5 separate regions of the Mus musculus genome follow, and regions 1, 2, 3 and 4 are each linked to region 5. A link is a contact called in public HiCAR-type and HiChIP or PLAC-seq data. All regions are on one chromosome and are shown on one strand. Each heading gives the region's core, a stretch centred on a gene start, on an enhancer-like site or on the middle of the called end of the contact. The rest is flanking DNA. Distances are from core to core; before and after follow the strand shown.

The links. HiCAR-type assays count read pairs that join an accessible place to other places. HiChIP or PLAC-seq counts read pairs in DNA pulled down with a chosen protein or histone mark.
Region 1: a HiCAR-type map of astrocytes shows a contact between it and region 5, with 6 times the contacts expected there. The contact joins the promoter of Aacs here to the promoter of Slc15a4 in region 5. A contact is called at or near these places in 6 of 39 promoter capture datasets (the C10 cell line, embryonic stem cells, hippocampal neurons and 3 more), 1 of 484 Hi-C or Micro-C datasets (B cells) and 5 of 115 datasets of contacts at active chromatin or transcription factors (the 230-238 cell line, astrocytes, bone marrow-derived dendritic cells and 2 more).
Region 2: a contact with region 5 is called in an H3K27ac HiChIP or PLAC-seq map of epiblast stem cells, with 27 times the contacts expected there. The contact joins the promoter of Tmem132b here to the promoter of Slc15a4 in region 5. A contact is called at or near these places in 1 of 15 datasets of contacts at CTCF or cohesin (large pre-B cells), 2 of 484 Hi-C or Micro-C datasets (both in B cells) and 7 of 115 datasets of contacts at active chromatin or transcription factors (astrocytes, bone marrow-derived dendritic cells, bone marrow-derived macrophages and 4 more).
Region 3: a contact with region 5 is called in an H3K27ac HiChIP or PLAC-seq map of bone marrow-derived dendritic cells, with 5 times the contacts expected there. The contact joins the promoter of Zfp11 here to the promoter of Slc15a4 in region 5. A contact is called at or near these places in 3 of 115 datasets of contacts at active chromatin or transcription factors (bone marrow-derived dendritic cells, large pre-B cells and stem cell-derived neural progenitor cells).
Region 4: a contact with region 5 is called in an H3K4me3 HiChIP or PLAC-seq map of pro-B cells, with 8 times the contacts expected there. The contact joins the promoter of Mrps17 here to the promoter of Slc15a4 in region 5. A contact is called at or near these places in 5 of 39 promoter capture datasets (the 3T3-L1 cell line, the C10 cell line, the HPC-7 cell line and 1 more), 1 of 15 datasets of contacts at CTCF or cohesin (large pre-B cells) and 2 of 115 datasets of contacts at active chromatin or transcription factors (bone marrow-derived dendritic cells and pro-B cells).

The regions. Positions count from the first base shown.
Region 1 is chr5:125,474,479-125,477,178 of GRCm38.p6, forward strand. It overlaps Aacs (acetoacetyl-CoA synthetase), which reads left to right and starts at 1,395. Exons shown (of 18, transcript NM_030210.2): 1 at 1,395-1,631. The coding sequence starts at 1,499.
Region 2 is chr5:125,530,977-125,533,676 of GRCm38.p6, forward strand. Tmem132b (transmembrane protein 132B) reads left to right here and starts at 1,442. Exons shown (of 9, transcript NM_001190352.1): 1 at 1,442-1,714. The coding sequence starts at 1,654.
Region 3 is chr5:129,668,764-129,671,463 of GRCm38.p6, forward strand. It overlaps Zfp11 (zinc finger protein 11), which reads right to left and starts at 1,325. Exons shown (of 3, transcript NM_172462.4): 1 at 1,297-1,325.
Region 4 is chr5:129,714,151-129,716,850 of GRCm38.p6, forward strand. Mrps17 (mitochondrial ribosomal protein S17) reads left to right here and starts at 1,347. Exons shown (of 4, transcript NM_001356959.1): 1 at 1,347-1,399; 2 at 1,534-1,613; 3 at 2,577-2,700. The coding sequence starts at 2,594.
Region 5 is chr5:127,616,032-127,618,731 of GRCm38.p6, forward strand. It overlaps Slc15a4 (solute carrier family 15, member 4), which reads right to left and starts at 1,361. Exons shown (of 8, transcript NM_133895.1): 1 at 784-1,361. The coding sequence starts at 1,338.

The DNA of each region.
Region 1 (2,700 bases), core at 145-2,644, 2.1 Mb before region 5:
CAAACACACCAACGCAAGCGTGGGCCCCCCCACCCCCATGCACACACATGCATATGTGCACACACACACAAAGAGAGAAAGAAAATTAACTTGTTTTCAGTTATTTTAGACACTGGGTAGACAGCAAAGTACCAAATGGACTGACAAGACTATTAGCATCCAGAAGGTTCTCATCATAGTAGGATCTGAGCATGCGTTCTCTCTGTAGGAACCTTCTGATGCTCTCCCCCAGATTCAAAGCCAGCATCTCTGATGTTCCCCCAGGACGAACTTAAGCTGCTACCGTTTCGTTCACTGACTTTGCTACTCCAGGGCTATAGTACCAAAGACCTGGGCCTTTTCAAAGACCTGGGCCTTTTCAGTTAGTTGAACGTGCACACCCCACAGGACACAGTATTCTTGCTTGGGGGGCCCTGGACACTGACTCCTCTCTTTGTTCGGAAACCTGCAAGATTTCCTAAAGCTCCCTTCTGTCACCTGCAAGCCACTGTGAGCAACATGGAGTCACATCCCTAGCCCTCTCTTTTCTTTTAGTTTTAACACATGGCTTTTTAAAGTTTGCCCGGACTAGTCTTTTTCTTTTCTTTTCTTTTCTTTCTTTTTTTTTGGTTTTTCGAGACAGGGTTTCTCTGCTGGCCTCGAACTCAGAAATCCACCTGCCTCTGCCTCCCAAGTGCTGGGATTAAAGAAAGGTGTGCGCCACCACGCCCGGCGCCCCGGCTAGTCTTGAACTCACTCTGTTACAAGAATAATCTTAAAGCCCAGACGCCTCTCCCACCTCTACCTCCCAAGTATTCCGATTACAGGGTTTTGCTTTGAGGTCCATGCTGGAGTGGAACTTACTGTCATCCTCCTGTCTTAGTCTTTAAAGTGCTGGGTTTCAGGCTTGCCCCAGAATGTCCTGTGCTTAACGCTTTTATTTTCAGTCTTGACGATAGACTTGAGGTCTCACTCACTCAGTATCTTATGTTACATTATATACCCCATGTATCCCTGCTACAGCATCCCTGTGAGTGAGCACACGCGACACGGACACGCATTTTAGAGGTCTTCTGCACGCGTTTTAGGCTTAAGACATCTCCGCAGCTAAAGTGAGTGTTGGAGGAGCAACTTAATTTGAATAAGTGAATGAATGAACGAACGAACGAGGGCAATAAGTAAACAGAGCAACACCCGGTAAGTTGTGCAATAAGTGAGGGCGTGGAACATGCTTATCGCGCCTGCGCAGGCGAGGCACTCTTTTTGGCAGCAAGCGCACCTTTTGCAGGCGCGGCGCGGCGGAGGGTTACAGAAGAGGGCGTGGTCTCAAGAGGCGTGGCTTTCTGGAGGCGTGGCGAAGGCTGCTGGGGGTGTGACCAGGCCGGATGTCCCACAGGCCGCGCCGGCGCTGGTTCAGTCTCGCGCTGTGGTTCGTCGGCGCACCGCTGATCCGCTCCACGCCTTGCGCTCTCCGCTCTCAGCCAAAGCCCGGCAGCCCCGGCCACGCAGCTCCGCAACCATGTCCAAGCTGGCGCGGCTCGAGCGCGAGGAGATCATGGAGTGCCAGGTGATGTGGGAGCCTGACAGCAAGAAGGACACGCAGATGGACCGCTTCCGGGCGGCCGTGGGTACCGCCTGCGGCCTGGCGCTTGGTGAGTACGGGGCACGCGGCTAGTGCACCCCCCCCCGTCACGGGCCTTCCCGGAAGCTGTTCCCTCCAGGGAGGACCGCCCTAGGAAGGTCCCTGCTAGCTGTTGGGATAAGCCTCTGTTGGATGGATATCCGACCAGTGTTCCTGTCTTACAGTCGGGGAAGCCCCCTGCTTTGGGGGTACCCCTCTAGGGAGGTCCCTCCCTTTCCCTACTTAGGTACCTTGATGAATGGCACAGGGATTGGGGGATCCTCGTTGCCTTGGGGGTCCCCCTCTAGAGAGGTTCTCCTAGATGTTGCCGTGGGCCTCTGATGGATGGATGGCTAGTGTCCCTGTCTTTGGGTTGGGGGAGCCCCCTGGCTCTGGGCCCTCCTCTAGGAGGTGCTGGTCTTCTGATGATGTTTCCTTCACTGTTTTGGGAAGCATCACCGCCTGGCCTGTAGAGGCCCCCTTTCTGCAGGCGAGTCACCCTCTGGAAGTGGCAGACACCCTCTGGTTCCTCCGATCTTTTGCTAGGCTTGCCTGCTTGGGAAATGTCTCCTGAGGTCTTGACTTCCATTCGTTGGGGGCTTCCTTCGGGCCTTATCTGCAGTTCTTTTTGAGTTCACGGGTTTCATGTGACAGGCTCCCTCCATCTGCCTTTTGCTAGGGACCAGCTTGAAATTTCAGGTTCCTGAAAAGGTCAGAGTTCGTTCCTCCTCCTTCCTTTAAAGTTAATTAAGGTAGAGTCCTTTCTTACCCCAGCTCTAAACAGATCCTGCTTCCAGCCACCACCCTGGTCTGTGTGATTATGGGTGGGGCAGAGGCCCTTGGCAGGCGAGGTTCTTGTCCATATGCCGTTCCCAGGGATCCATGGGGCTTGCTTAGTCCCTCCACCTGCTCTGCCCCCCTTCTCAGGTGTTTGCCTGGGGTTTTCAGTTCGAGTTGGTTGGTTGATTGTCTTCTTCATTTTCACCTCCGTTACCCCTCTAATTGCAGGGATCCCCTTGTCTCCGTTGGCATCAATGTCTGTCTTGGCTCCCAGGATCTGTCTCCGGATCCTTCCTGAATCTTTTCTTTTTCCCACCCTG
Region 2 (2,700 bases), core at 192-2,691, 2.1 Mb before region 5:
TGGAGGATTATGAGTTTTGCCTGCCCTGGGTTCTCAACTAAGGATGCTGGGCCACAGTCTGCATCATCCCTGTTGACTGATTTGAGGTCTGACCCATCTTTCTTTTTTTCTTTCTTTCTTTCTTTCTTTCTTTCTTTCTTTCTTTCTTTCTTTCTTTCTTTCTTTCTTTCTTTCTTTCTCTCTCTCTCTTTCTTTTTCTTTTTCTTTTTCTTTTTCTTTTTTTTTTTTTTTTTTTTTTTTTGGTTTTTCGAGACAAGGTTTCTCTGTATAGCCCTGGCTGTCCTGGAACTCACTTTGTAGAGCAGGCTGGCCACGAACTCAGAAATCCGCCTGCCTCTGCCTCCCGAGGGCTCGGATTAAAGGCGTGCGCCACCACTCCCGGCTTCTGACCCATTTTTCTACGCCAAGCCAGGACACCAGAAACTGGTGGCAGGTTGAGCAGAACCCAGACTCTAATTCAGGTGTTTAGACACCACAGCCTCTGTCTGGCTTTGCAGCCTGGTGAAGGGAACTTCCAGGGCCTCTCAGAGAAGCACCTCGGAGCTTCCCTGTTTCAACCTGTCGCCTGGACTAGGCTGTGCATTCAAAGGGACTGTAGTTTCTTGGTCCCTGTAAGCTGGGACTCTCTTCCCACGCCGGGCTGAAGCCTGGCCCACTTCGTGGACATATCGGACGACCTGCCTTGGTGGCGGAGCCGTGCCTCCTCTCCCCACTCCTTAGCACAGAAAGAGCGCTCTGATCTGCCTGAGGCTGGTAGATACTCTTGCGGGCTCTCAGGCCACACCACATCTATCACGTGCCCTAGTCTGCGCGCAGCAATCTATCCCTCACAGATGCCTCCTCTGCGGGCCTCTCCGGTAGCTTGCTTGCCTTCTCAACCCCGGGGACGCCCAGCGTTGCGCTCCCTCCCAACACTCCCTGGGAACCCGCTCCGCACTCTAAACGCTCTCTCTGTCCCTGCCCGACTACCTATTCGGGTCTCCACAGGCCTTGGCGGCCCTGTGCTCTCCCCTGGGAGTGAGTGACACATCCTGACGCTTAACCGCTGGGTGGCCGCCTGGTGTCTTGGCCCGGAGGAGGGGAGGGGACTGGGGGGGGGGGAGGACACCTCCCTGCCTCCTCTTTTTCTATTCTTTAACATCTCTGGGTATGTTCCTCCTCTCTCTTCCTCTCTTCCCTATTCCTCTTCTTCTCCCCTTCCTTTCCTCCTTTCATCTCCTTCCTTCCCTAACTCCATCCTCCTCCCTCTTCTTCTAGCCCCATTCCTCCTCCTCCTCTCCCTCCTCCTTCCTCCTCCCTTCCCCTTCTCCCTCCTCCTCCTCCTTTCCTGTCCTCCTCCCTCCTCCTCCCTCCTGGCTGCTCCCCTCCTCCTCCCTCCTCCCTCCCCTCCTCCCTGCTCGGCTCGCTCACTCTCGCGCTGGCTGGAGGGGCGGCCGGCAGCTGGCGCTGGCCGAGGCGGCGGCGGGATGGGACGCGCGCTGGGGCGCAGGAGCCGCGGCGCCGGCGGGGGCCGCGCAACTCCGGCCAAGTGCAGGGCGGGCGCGCGCTGAGCCCGGGCGCCGTCTGCAGCCGGCGGCCGAGCGCGGAGCTGAGAGGTGCGGGAGGCGGCGGCGCAGGAGCGAGCGGAGCCCGGCGCCGGCTCCCGGGAGGACCATGCGGGCCCCGGCCGCGTCGCTCGGGCTGCTGCTGGCGCTGAGCGCGCTCCGCTGCGCAGGTAACGCGGCCGCGTCCCCTCCCCGACCCCGCGCGCAAAGTTGCTGCCTGGGTCCCAAGTCCCGGGCGGCCGCCGCCTCCTGCTCTTGGCGGGTCTGGGGAGCCCCGGGCGGCCCAAACCCCGCGCGCGTCCCCTTTGCCTCCTCTCCAGTCCCAGCTGCCCTTTGGATCCTTTTGGGGCTCCGGGAGCCACAGGCAGGGCTCCCTGAAATACCCCTCCTTACGCTGCCTGGCACCCGGGCCCCGGGGTCTGCTGGAGATGTAGTGGCCCAGCGTCCGTGGATTGCTGTCCTGTTGTCTGGACACCTGCGGGGCCTGGAGGTCGTCTGGGCTGGCCATGTCTGGCTTGGCTGCAGTCCTTCCCGCGCCTGGTTGCCCCTCTGTTTCCAGCCTCCCAAAGCTACCCGCTCCCCCAAGTGGCTCCCGCTGTCTCCCAAAGTAGCTTCCGCAGGCAGCCAGGTGACCCTGCCGCTCACCCTCTGGAAGCGCGGGTCGTCCCAGCACCCTGACCCATACGTGGTCTAGCAGGACCCGGGAGCGTGGTCCGCTCAGGCACCTAGTGATGTCTAACGTGAAGGTGTTCAGAGCCCTCGCCCCGGGATCCGGGAGTCTGGCTCCAGACTGGCACCTGCGCAGCTGTCGCCTAAACCCCGCGAATGGGGGAAGTCAGAATAGCCAGTTATATGCTGTTTGCAGCCTGGGATGGAGTTGGCTAGGTTCAGCCACCTCGGTGTTGCTACGTGTTGGTTGTAGAGGAAGCTTATCCTAAAATGACAGTACCCCCCTCCCCCACCCCAGGCAAGTAGAGACAATCCCAAAGGCTGGGAAGAAGCGACAGTCACGAGCCCTGTTCATGTGCGTATGAGGGCTGTGTTCTCCAGACCTTTAAAGCCCACGTTTTGGGAGCAGGTAGCTTTAGACTGAGAGCTTCGCTTCCCATTCCTTAAAACAAAAACCGACCGTACAGATACCCAGAACGCGGAAGGA
Region 3 (2,700 bases), core at 75-2,574, 2.1 Mb after region 5:
AACTGCCAAACTTTTTGGAAACAAAGGTGATGAAAAGTCTCCCTAGACCTCAGGCAGTGAATAACTATACACACACGTGTAAGCACAGTCACAGGGTAGTAGTCATGAGGTAAAAAAGCTAGAAATCACAGGTCCCTGTACAGTCCTGAAGTGTTTCTAGTATATGCTTCCAGGAGCTATGTCAAAGCATGGACTCTCATTTATTTGCAACAACGATTAAACCCAGGACTGGGAGCTCTTACCAAAAAGCTAACCCAGCACTCAGGAGGCATCAACCAAAAAAAAAAGGAAACTTCCAGGCCAGAATGGGCTACTTGAAGAGATGTCTGTCATTAAAGAAAAAACAAAAGGGGGGAGGGGGGTCTAGGGAACATAAACACAGGGAGGGGCAGTCCTTGGGAACTATTGGCAAGGTGAGTATATGAATTTTTAAATAACGTGAAAGCTCTTGAAAAAAAAGTTAAAGCTGGCTTACTGTATGACCCATAAGTCACAATAGAGAGTAAATATACCAAGATGAGGACACAGTTATAATATTACAGTAGCCAAGATATGTAAATAAAACAGTCCCTGTATCCCTTTGGTAACCAGCCTTAAAGGCTGCAGGCTCACAGATCCGCCGAGGACAGAATCCCAGGGACCTTAACAACTCCTAATCTGGGACATGGCACCGGTAGCACCTAGTACCTGCGCTTGAGGTCAGAAGTACTGAAATCCAGTACCAAAAAAAGAAAAAAGAAAAAGAAAAAAGGCATATGTATCACCTCTGAAATCAGCCAGGGGAAAGCTCAACCCAAAGGTTTTTCGTGCTAAAGTGCCCGTGCCTAGGGAGAAGGAGTGACGTGAAAAGTTTTACTAGGATTCTAATTAATAGCTGTCCAGTGCTTTCTGCACAGACGCACGGTTCACGAACACAAAACAAGTCCTTTTGCATTGCTACCCGATGTGCACGGGGGCGGGGGGGGGCAGAAATATAAAAAGCACAAGAATTTGTTTGATACGCGGGGACAGTTTAATGTGAAGACATGGGAAATTCGTAGGAATTTACTGTCCAAGGTGCAGGCCGCTGGGGAGAAGTGGGTGCGGACCCCAGCTCAGGGCTTTTCTCGGGCAGGACCGGCACACGGGGAGTCGGGATGTCCCCAGTATCCCGCCATCGGGCTGCCAGCCTTGGGCCCTCGCCGCGAGCTGACAGATGCCCTAGAGAACTCGACCCGACCCGGGACTGGCCGCCGATCCCGCACCGCTGCATCTACAAAAACCACCTCCCTGCTCGGAGGCCGAGCCCGGACTCACCTTGTCCCGATTCCGGAACGGATCTTTTCCGCGGTGTCCCGTTCCAGAGTGTCCGGGTTCTCTGGTCTCCGGTTTCCGCAGGCTTCCGTTCCGGGGTATCTGGGTTCCCGGGTCTCCGGGTTCCGCGGTGACCCGGAGAGTGTTTGGGTTCCGAGGTGGCTAGGAATAATCCTCCCTGGGAGTCCAAGTGGTGAGGGCAACAGGCTGGCTGGCAAGAGCTGGACCGGAGGTGCAAATAGGAAACGGTCTCCAGTGATGGTGGCACCCCACCCAAAGCCCGCCAAGACAGAATGAAGTCTGTCTCCATGGTAGTTCTCAGTCTAAGGGACCTGGATGCAGACCACTTTTGGCATCCCACAGCCTTGATTAACACTGCAAGTTATCACTTCCAGGCTGAGTAGGGACAAAAATGATAGGTCTTTGCTGTATAGATTATTTTTGACAATTCTCTTAAGAATTTTGTACAATGTTTTTGTTTTGTTTTTTGTTTTTTGTTTTTTGTTTTTTGTTTTTGTTTTTGTTTTTGTTTTTTTGCATTTCCATATAGTTGCTTCAAACCCCTGTTAGATATGTATTAGATATCATGGCATGTCAGGGCAACCTGACTCCCACTTTGTTCTGGAAAGAATGCGCTGATGAATACAGAATCCTATATTGATAGTCTTTTTCTTTGACTTTAAAGAAACTTGTTGTTTGTTTGTTTGTTTGTTGTGACAGGGTTTCTCTGTGTATCTCTGGCTGTTCTGGAACTCTGTAGATCATGGCGGCTTTAAACTAAGAAATCCACCTGCCTCTGCTCCCAAGCGCTGGGATTAAAGGTGTATGCCACAACCTCTGGCTTCACTTTTAAATTTCTAATTCTGATTAGATTATTTCTGTAACTGAGATCATACTTTGCTAGATATGTGTTGATTTTGCTTATTTCTCTCTTGATTTTCAGTTAATCTTTGGATATTTCTAGTTTGACTATGGTGTATGTCTTAGCGTTACTATTGCTGTGAAACACCATGACCAAAGCAACTTGGGGAGGAAAGGGTTTGTTTTGCTTACACTTCTAGAGCACTCTTCATCACTGAAGGAAACAGGACAGGAACTCAAAAAGGGCAGGAACCTGGAGGCAGGAACTGATGCAGAGGCCATAGTGGAGTGCTGTTTACTGGCTTGCTCAGCTTACATAGAATTATTTTCAGCTTACATTGCTCAGCTTTTCCCCCAGTGGTTTCCTACAGTAGAGTACGCATGAAGAATCTTCAGTTTGGAGATGAAAGACTCACTTGCACATATGACTGAATCAAAGGGAAGATTTGGACTGTAATTCATGACACTTCATGCCAACAAACTCCTACAATCACCACCGATGAGAGTGTAAGAAGCATCCTCCATCAAGGAAGGAGATTTTTAAAG
Region 4 (2,700 bases), core at 97-2,596, 2.1 Mb after region 5:
ACACCCCCAGTGACACACCTACTCACACAAGGCCACACCCGCTAATCGTGCCACTCTCTAGGCCAAGCATATACAAACCATCACAGTGTGTGTGTGAGTATAGTGTGTGTGTGTGTGTGTGTGTGTGTGTGTGTGTGTGTGCATAAGCCACAGAACAAAGTGGAAACTGAAGGACAGTTTTGGGGACTAGGTTCTTCCTTCCACCATGTGATTGTGAGAATTGAAATTGGACAATCAGGCTTGGTGGTAAGAATCTTCACCTGCTGAGCTATCTGAACGGCTTGAGTTTTTCTTTTTTTTTCATTTGTATGTGCTTGTGTGTGTGTGTGTGTGTAAAGAAATGTTCTCTGTATTTACACTCTTTTATTACCTACTTCATAACTGGTTTGGTTGTTTCTCACTTGCCTCTAATAGACTTTTGTCTCCCTTTTATTCATCTTTTCCCTGCAATGCCTAACAGATTCTTAGAATATATATTCCATAAATGTTTGCTAAAAAAAAAAAAAGGGTTGGACAGATTGATGCGTTGTTTTATTGTTGTTATTTTAATACTGGGGATTGTTTCTAGGACATGGTGCATGAAAGAAAAGCCCTTGGCCATTTGACCATATTTCTGTGCCACCACGTCCCCCTTTAATATTAACTTGAAATTTTTTGACCTACATATTATACATCTTTATGAGATACACTGTGATATTGCAGTGCACACATACAGTAATGTCAGGGTAGTTGGCATATCCATACACTTATCACATCTTTGCCTTAAAAATATTCCAAACCACCTGTATCTGCTGCTTTGATGTATGCAAATATTACACTGTGCAACAGGATATTAGAAATTATTGTAGATCAAGCCTGTAATCCAACCCTGGAAAGGCGGAGGCAAGGCAGATGTAGTGTGAGACTGAAGAAAAGAAAAGAAAAGAAAAGAAAGGAAAGGAAAGGAAAGGAAAGGAAAGGAAAGGAAAGGAAAGGAAAGGAAAGGAAAGGAAAGGAAAGGAAAGGAAAGGAAAAGAAAAGAAAAGAAAAGAAAAGAAAAGAAAAGAAAAGAAAAGAAAAGGAGTTTCTGTCTGACAAATACAAGGCCCTTTGATTTGAAGACATGTCCAATCTATTCCTGGGAAATCAAAAGAGCAGGAAACAAAATGGAATCGGAAAAGGTAGGACCCTCCTGCGCATCTATTGCAGTGCCTATAAAAAAAGAATAAGCGGGATACAATTAGCCCCAGGACTTCCGCCGGGAGGTGCTTGTTCAAATAGATTGGGCGCGTTCTTATCTTTAGCCCCGCCCAAGACTGACAGGACTGGCGCCCTGTGAAATGGGAGGGGTGGGGCTAGCGCACCGTGAGCGTCATCACGCTGCGCCCATGCTCCGCCGGCCTTGTGGTGGACTCCGGAGGTGAGCGAGGGTGTCAACCAGGTCTGGGTTCTGGGGGTCAGCAGTGCTGCGTCCCGTGTCAGTTTCCCTGGTGGTTTCGGTAGCGACTGATTCTCAGAGCGGCCCCGAGTCATAGTCTCGTCTTTCCTCTACAGGAACCTGGCTCACCGGCCGAGGTCTTGCCGTGAGCCCTTGTGTGTACAGTAGCAGGCTGTAACTGAGACAGACAGCTGCAGTAAGTGCTGTGGCCTCGAGATCGTGCCCTGGTAACGACAAGGAATCAACACCGCAGACTCGAGAGTTGAGCGCTTCAAACAACCCCGTTTATTAGTAATACTCCCTAACCCGGGACCAGTTCCAAGAAAGGTTACCAAGTGACAAGGTGTTTCTAAATGGTTACAGCACAAATAATAGTGGGTAAAGAGTAAATAAGGTGACTTGTCTTCTAGTGAGCTCGTAGGTACCTGTAGGTAGAAGAGCTTTGCTCTGTAGAGCTTCTGTGATCAGTAGCAGGGGAATTTTTCCGAATGATTAAGTTAGCTGGTCTCTTAACTGCTTATTTTCCCACTGTATCCTTCCTCATTTGGATAGAGGGACTCCAGTGTGACCAGTTTACTTGTGTGCTTACACACTAATAGTTCCTCGAAACACTTGTGAGCAGGCCATGTTATTCCTAACTTTTCTGTATAGGGAATATGAGGGTTAGATCCATTTTCTACTTTGTAACTATTATAAAGATAAGACCTTTAAGGACCTCTGGCCTGGCTGTTTCAGAAAAGTAGAAAAAATGACTACTGGACACAGGCATTGCTCCTGACAAAATTCACTTGATAAGCTCTAACCATCTGAAGGCTAGTTTAAATGGGGTATTGTGGCACCAGCCTGTGTATAATTTCAGAGGATCCCCTGTAACGGGTGCTACAGAGGTTTTGAGCCACCATAAGGGTGCTGGAAACTGCACCCAGGTCCTCTGGAAGAGCAACCAGTGCTTAGCTGCTTAGGTATCGCTCTAGCCCAACTCATGGGAGGCTAATGTAGAAACATCTCCCAATTTAAGGCAAGCCTGGGCTACCGTGGAGAAAGGTAAACTTCAAAAAAATGAAACAAAGCCATTGGTTTGTTAATGGATAGGGGAAAGGGGGCAAGACTGTGTCTTAACAATGTTAAGCTTTGAGGGTATTTTCTTGTTTTATTTTAGGTGCTTACAGACACATAATGTCAATAGTCCGTTCATCCGTCCACGCCAAATGGGTTGTGGGGAAGGTGATTGGTACAGCCATGATAAAAACGGCTAAAGTAAGAGCGACCAGACTTGTTTTGGA
Region 5 (2,700 bases), core at 111-2,610:
CTGTTTATACAGCTTTCCCCTATTCCAGTACTTCCACCACCACCCCCCCACACACACACACACAAAGCTCCCCCAGAGCAGAGGGTGGGTGTTGTTCTCTCCCCTCCTACAGTCCCCTACCAGATGCAAGAGCAGATGTGGACAGCGGTGCGCACAGGGGAGGGGAAGGGGCTGTTACTCCCTCTTACTCAGTCCTGGACCTAGTGCCAGGTGTGGAATGGGTTCTACTCATGGGCTTCCTCCCCACACGCATTAGAGGGAGTCTTGCCCTTCCTCCTACCCACTCGGGTGTTGGAGCAGATGGGTTTCCTCCTGCCACTCTCCAAGGGAAGAGCAGGTCTCCTTCCTCACCTCCACTAACAAGGAGGGATCAGAGGCAGGTGGCCTTCTTCTCTGCACTACAAGGGAGATTCCCTGGGTTGGGAAATTCCTCTCCCTCACCTTAACCTTTCTCTAGATCTGAGGCGATGTGGGGTGCAGGTCTATGGGTTGGGAAGCTTGGTGGGCAGCCCTGTGCTTTCCGATCGATTGCGCATAGGTGCAGAGGCAAGTGGGGATGTAGGCTTAGGTGTTTGGGGTGGCTCCTTTTTTCCAATCAGTGGAAGAACCCTGGGGGACAGGAGGTGCAGATGATACACAGGCTACCGTGCCAGTTCCCCCGTGTCCCCAGCGTTGTTAAAGTCAACGCTTAGGTTCGGGTAGCCGTGGTGCGCAGGAGGTGCGGCGGGGGGGGGGGGGGTGGTGGTCCCCAAACCCGGGAAGACCTGAGCGGGTCCGGCTCACCTGATCGGCGCCGAAGGGCGTGATGTTGGCCTTGACCGTGGCCACCCCGAGACCCACGAGCACGAGCCCCGCGAAGGTGGCGGGGGCACAGCGGCGCGCGGCGTTCTCGGGACACGACGCTGACCCGTTGGGGAAGGGCGCCGAGCAGTTGCGCACGAGCTCGGGCCGCGGGTCCCCGCAGAGGAAGGAGCGCGAGCGGGGCGCGGCCAGCAGCGGGAAGGCCAGCAGGCCCAGCAGGTAGAGGGCCAGGCTGAGCAGGATGGCGCGGGCCCGGCCGAGGCGGGCGTCGGCGAGCCAGCCCCCGAACGGCGAGCCCAGATAGGTGAGGCCCATGAAGAGCAGCAGCGCCTGGCTGGCCTGCGCGCCCTCCCAGTCGAACGGCGCGCCATTCAGGAACAGCACCAGGTTGGCCGTGACGCCGTAGAAGGCCGCGCGCTCCAGCAGCTCGGCCAACAGCACCGCCCCGCACGCCGCACGCCGCCCCGCGAACACCGCGGACGCCGCCGACACTGCCGGACGCCGCGAACCCAACAGCGGCGCCCGCTCGCCCTCCATGGCCGGTTCACTGAGGACTCGGTAGCCCAACTCTCGCGAGACAGCGAGTTCCCTCCCTCTCCCGCCGCCGCCTTTTAACTGGGCAAGCTGGGCGGGGGTGGCTGCCGGTTCCGCCCCCGGAAATCCGGCCAAGCGGGCCTTTCACTTGACAGCGGTTTGTTGTTGAGATGCGTGGAGGGATGGTGGTTCCTATGGCTGGAGGGGTTCCACCGGGAAACTGGAACCCTAGACTCCGAGGTTCCGGCCCCAAACTGGGTTCCTAATCCAGGTCACCAGGGTCTAAATCTTCCCTTCTTGCCATCTTCTCAGGACCCAGGCGTCAAGTGTAACAGTCTCGGCCTCCTCTCCCTCTCTTGGTATCTCACTTTTCTGTCTCTTCTTAAAACAAAAATTACTAAAATTTATTTATTTTTGGTTTTTTTCGAGACAGGGTTTCTCGGTGTAGCCCTGGCTGTCCTGGAACTCATTTTGTAGACCAGGCTAGCCTCGAACTCAGAAATCCGCCTGCCTCTGCCTCCCAAGTGCTGGGATTAAAGGCGTGCGCCACTACCGCCCTGCTGCTGCTGCTGCTTCTTCTTCTTCTTCTTCTTCTTCTTCTTATTATTATTATTATTATTTTAAGGACTGAAGAGATAACTCCACAGTTAAGAGCACTGGCTGCTAGTCAGAGGTTCTGGGCTCGATTCCCAGCACCCACCTTGTGTCTCCTAACAATCTGTAACTCTAGTTCCTCGTGGATCCGGCACCTTCTTCTGGCCTCCAGGGCTACTGCACACACACAGGGTGCACAGACCTCCATGAACGCAAAGCATCCATACACATAAAACTAAACACATCTTTAGTGGCACATGCCACTAATCCCAGCTCTTGGGAGGCAGAGGCGGGCGAATCTCTGTGAGTTCGAAACCAGTGTAGTCGACACAGTGAGTTCTGCCAGGGCTGCATAGTGAGACCCTGTCTCAAAAAAAAAAAAAAAAAAAAAAGGAAAGGAAAAAAGAAAAAGAAAGAAAGAAAGGGAAAGAAAAGAAGAAGAGAAAAGAAAAGAAAAGAAAAGAAACTAAAACCAAAACCTTTATTTACAGCCTATAACTGACTCTTAGTCCTGCTGGTAAGTAAGACTGAGTCTTGGAACGTTTGCTTAAAGACTGGACCAGTGAGATGGCTTACCAAGTAAAGGTGCTTGCTACCCGGCCTGGTGATAGCCTGAGTTCTATCCCCCTGCTGGGAGCCCCACACAATGGATAGACAGCAGACACTGCATGTATGTCCACACATACAGACACAGGCAATTAAAAAGAAAAAGTTCTGCTAAGCTAAGCATGACATACTTGAACAAACTCTGTATTGGAATGATAAGGCTAA